Regions from separate parts of the Sus scrofa genome. Here region 2 is linked to region 1. The links are chromatin contacts, called in public HiChIP or PLAC-seq maps. All regions are on one chromosome and are shown on one strand. The core of a region is the stretch at or near the end of the contact, and the rest is flanking DNA. Distances in the headings are between cores, read along the strand shown.

The links. HiChIP or PLAC-seq counts read pairs in DNA pulled down with a chosen protein or histone mark.
Region 2: a contact with region 1 is called in an H3K27ac HiChIP or PLAC-seq map of alveolar macrophages. The contact joins the promoter of POLR2M here to the promoter of AQP9 in region 1.

The regions. Positions count from the first base shown.
Region 1 is chr1:113,847,201-113,849,705 of Sscrofa11.1, reverse strand. AQP9 (aquaporin 9) reads left to right here and starts at 1,254. Exons shown (of 6, transcript NM_001112684.1): 1 at 1,254-1,368. The coding sequence starts at 1,258.
Region 2 is chr1:114,265,609-114,268,113 of Sscrofa11.1, reverse strand. It overlaps POLR2M (protein GRINL1A), which reads left to right and starts at 1,252. Exons shown (of 4, transcript XM_005659563.3): 1 at 1,252-1,523. The coding sequence starts at 1,411. LOC102160652 (a long non-coding RNA gene) reads right to left here and starts at 1,427. Exons shown (of 4, transcript XR_300957.3): 1 at 1,092-1,427.

The sequences.
Region 1 (2,505 bases), core at 5-2,504:
AGAACCTAGGAGCCTGGTTTAGATATAGTTACCCCCTTGCTTTTTTAAATAGGGTGGCATATACTCAGGTTGACCTCTTTCTGGTTCAGTGATCTCCAAGCAGCATAGACTTTCAAGTTACTATTGTTTATTTGCTAGATATTTTGCCTAAATACTTCACAGTAAATGAAGGAGAGCAACTTGGTTTCCAAACAGGAATGCTTCTTAAGAAATTGGCTTCTCTGTCTTTATGATTCTTTTTTTTTTTTTTTTTTTTTTTTTTGTCTTTTTAGGGCTGCACCTGTGGCATATAGAGGTTCCCAGGCTAGGGATCAAATCGGAACTGTAGCCACTGGCCTACACCACAGCTCATGGCAACACCAGATCCTTAACCCAATGAGCAAGGCCAGGGATCGAACTTGCTTCCTCATGAATGCTAGTCAGATTTGTTTCTGCTGAGCTGTGACAGGAACTCCGTCTGTCTTTCTGATTCTTGATCCCAAACTATTTGCAGATGAACCCTCAGTACAGTAAGAGAGGAGGAGACCCATCCTACAGACTTGGTTGGGTAACTTGTAAAGGTCTCTCTCTATGTTAATTTCTTCACCTCCAGAATGAATGCAGTGTTTCTTAACACTTTTAAAGGATGTGTCCTTAAATCACAGAAATGTTACTGGGAGAAAACAAAAGGGATTAATCTTGTAGAACAACACGTTTATATTTTCTTCGTGTTCTCCAGTTTGCATGAAATTTCCTTCAGAAAAGAAAGCTTACGCTGAATGTATTAGACAATTCCAAACTACACCTCAAACAACCACTTTTAAATAGAGGGAAAAAAAATCAGAAGCTTGCAATTGTGCAATATGTAAATCTCTCCTGGACTAGAGCCCATCGCTGTGGTTTGGCAACACAACCAACACATCTCTTTTCTCATCTCTTGAAGAAAAAAAAAAAAACCCAACAGAGAAAAAAATACTTTGAGAATAAAGGTAATGATTAATCCATCAGGCACAAAAAGGATTGTTTTGGGAATTTCAGGTTCTAATTCGTCATTTCAAATAAACAGCAGCAAACGGGGGATAATGATTTCACCACAAGAGGATTAGAGCCACAGGCTCTAATTGGAACTGGATTTAGACACCCAGTGAATCTCGTGAGTAGCTGGAAGCACCTCCAGGAATCAGTGAGTAGCTGTCAAAACTTCTATTTCATATGCCATTGAAGTAGGGACCAGAGGCAGGTATAGCAGAAAACAGTGGTCGTTGGAGAAGACCCAAGATGCAGCCTGAGATGGAACAAAAGAAAAAAAGCTTGAAGCAGAGACTGGTCTTGAAGAACAGCTTAGCTAAAGAAATGCTCTCCGAGTTCTTGGGCACGTTTATAATGATTGTAAGTACTTTCTGATTTCCTGAATTCTGACCCAAAAACGCCTCACTTGTAACCTTCCTGGTGGTAAAGAGTTTTACCATTGTTTAAGTTCATCATTAGACTCATGTCTTCCAGGAAATAGTAAGTTACTTCCAGACTGTTTGGCTGCTTGGTGGCCGTAACTTTGAGGTTTCTGTTTACTCAATTCGTTTATCCACAAAGGGGGATGAGAGTGGAAGAGAGGGCATGAAGTACCTTCTTCATTTCAGGGATCTACTTGGGCTCTAGGATGGCTTTGTAATTAAATGACAGCTGTTAGAAATTTTTCTTGGTTGGTTAATTGCTTTATACTCGAGTTTGTTTAACACAAACATTGAGGTGATTTAGTGACTTGAAGTATTGACAGTCAATAAATATGGATGCCAAGAAATAGCTTAATATCACAGGAGTTTGGCAAAGTTTGTGTTGTCAGATCACTTGATTTTTACTAAATTGGTATTGCATTAATATATTAGGTAGAAACTGTGTATTGTGCAATGGTCCAGTTTGAGTTTATTTCATTTTCCCCTCCTCTATTTAACTCCAGCTAATCTCTAAAGAGTTTTATTTAGTTATAAAAAACCTTCCAGATATAAAGGAAGGGTGGATTTTGTCTGGACATTTGCACAGCTTTTAATAAAAAACTAGAAAGGTTTACTTAAGTGGCATGGACTGTAGGCTTTCATCCTGCTGCATGATCCAGCATTTTCTGGACCCTGAATTTTTAGCTGGGTTCAAACTCTTTGTGATAAGAAAATTTAATGTATATTTTCATGTGCAGAAACTGCTGATTATAACTTACTTTAAAAACCAACAACAAAAACCTGCTCTAAGATTCCCTACTCCGGGAACAAATAATTTTATTTTTCTTTAGATTATAGATAATTGCCCATAAACTTTGTACATTAAAAGTTCTTTAGGAGTTCCTGTCGTGGCTCAGTGGTTAACAAATCCAACTAGGAACCATGAGGTTGCAGGTTTGAACCCTGGCCTTGCTCAGTGGGTTAAGGATCCAGTTTTGCCGTGACCTGTGGTGTAGTTTGCAGACACAGCTCAGATCCTGCATTGCTGTGGCTCTGGCATAGGCTGGTGGCAACAGCTCCGATTAGACCCCTAGCC
Region 2 (2,505 bases), core at 3-2,502, 420 kb before region 1:
GCCAGGGCTGGAGCAGGTTAGTGAAATCCTTGGGCTTAAAAGCAGGCCTTATGTTGAGAATGTTAATACATTAGTTAAAACTGATCAGAATGGACCAGATTACAAGGACACAAAAACGGTTTCAACTGTGCACCCTGAAGCAGTTTCCGATTTTATTTAGAGCTTCTGTCTGATTGGGAGGGAATTGCTTGTGTTTATCATATCACCTTACAAAAGACTGAGAAAATGTAAATTTTCCATATCAAAGAAGGGGGAGGCTGGTGTTGGAGGTTATGGGGTTTTTCAAACCTCCCAAGTGATGTATGCTGTGAGACTAGCATGCTTCCTACTATTTCCTTTGGGAAACAGCCCTCCTAGCTTAACTATTAAGAGAAGCTAAGCACTAGATGTGATGCTTACTGCATTGCTTTCCTCAACAGCTTAAAACACCTTCTTACAGTTTGGAAGATTTTCAAACTGGTGTGGTAGAGCAGCTGGGCTTTTGAGTTTAATATCTGGTGTTGTCACTTACTAGTTTCATGCCCTGGGAAAACTTACATCAGTTTTTGTCTGTTTTTCTGCAGGAAAATACGGAATTGTGAGAGGTTCTCAACTGGCTTGTACAGCACCTCCCACCCCATCACCTCTTGCGGGCCTTTGGAATTGTGTGTATGAGCGTGCTGGGGATGGTAGTGGGTGGGATGCGTTTGGTACTGTTATAAGGACTCAGGAGTGCTAAAGCAATTAATGCACAGAAGCCAAATACCAGATATGCAATGCCTAATTCAGTGCCGCAAAAGAAGACTCCTGCTCCAAACGCCGGAGCCTCATTAAGAAACGCTGGTAGTCCTTAAAGGTTCTTCCAACGTTAATATCTGCTAACTTCACTGAACCTCGGACTAGGCGGGCCACGCCATGGGCCGGGGCCTCCCATGCCCTATCCGGCACATTCCCCAACATTATCAATGGTAACTCATCACTCAGATTTCCTCTTGTACTTCTCAGATGCCAGGGCCCATCGTACAATTATATTGTTTGACTGTCACCTGATAAGCATCTGACCCTCTCCCCCACGCGGTAAACACCTTAACAGTTGGGAGCGGGGCACTCACCAAATACTTTCTGAATAAACAGGCGAAGAGCTGAAACTGGTAACAGACTGACCACGCCAAACATGCCCGGCCGGCGTGTGACGTCTCACCGCAACTCCCGCCTCTTCCCGCCCCTCCGGCCACCCCCTCCTCCCTGTCCGTGTTTGTTTCCGGCGTTTCAATAAAGCTCGATTCGGCTAGAAGAAGCCCTGTTCTTCCGGGAAAATGGCGACTCCCGCTCATTCGCCGGAGTCCCTGCCCGCCGCGGATCCGGCGCCCGCAGCGGGAGCTGTCGCGGACGTCGAGTGCCCGCCGCCTCGCCAGCCTCAGCTCCCGCAGAATGTCCTCGCTGCCTCGCGGCTTCGAGCCCCAACCTCCCGAGGACTTGGGTCAGCGGAGTTTGGCAGAGCTGCGGGAAACGTTGAAGCGCCAGGAGAGACTTTTGCGCAACGTGTAAGCCTGGGTCCCGCGGAGTCACCGCCGGTCTCCTTGGGTTCGGGCTAGCCGGGACGCGCCCCTCCCCTCCCCCACCCCGATCCTTTCCTCGGAAGGTGACCTTGTCACAGTCAGCTCTTTGCGAGGTCCGCGGGCGAGTAGCCGGCCTACAGCCGTAGAGCTGACCGCGTCCAGCCAGGCATGGAGCGCATGTGGGATGGCTTCCCGTGCTCCTCCTCGTTTTACGTACTCAGCTTCTGTGTCGGTTTTCCGAACGGACGGTCTGTATCCCAAATTTTTTTGCCTTTGCCCACCACCCCAGTCGTGCCCCAAACATCCTGTCAATTTCATCTCTAGATTCTCTTTTTACAGGAAGTGGGAAGAGGGGAATTAAAAAAATGGCTTATAGGCAAAGAAAGTTTGGCTAACATTTAGATGATAGAGTTAATGGAATTTAGCAGAGGATCGATATAATGAACATGATTTTTTTTTAACCTTATTTTAGCAGGTTTGTGCAGGATAGTTTTGAGGGAGTAAGAGGCAGAAGACAGTAGGAGAATATTTTCAGAGAGCCTCTCGACAAGGAGGTTTAAGAAAGTGAACTAACTATAAGGGTCATTGTAGGATTGGGAAAATTACATCAGATATGGAATAATTTGATGTGTAGTTGACAGAGACGGCTGAAGTTTCTTGCCTGTACTGGAGGCACTAGTAATAAAAATAGAAAAGTTGGGGAGGGGAGTAGATCTGAGGTTGATTTCACTTAGGGGAGCTGGGTTGATAGAAGTTGATTCTATCAGGTTAAAAACTGGAGAAGTGGTCATGAGGCTTAAGAGAGAAGAAGGATGGGAAAATAGAGGCATCCTAACTGGAGAGGGATGTTTAATAGTTAGAATTGGGGGCATGAATATAGTGTCATAAAGAGTAGAGGGCATGAGATGTAACTTTCCCTCCCCATTTATTGGGTGGCTAAAGAAAAGAAAATCAGAAAAGGAACTTC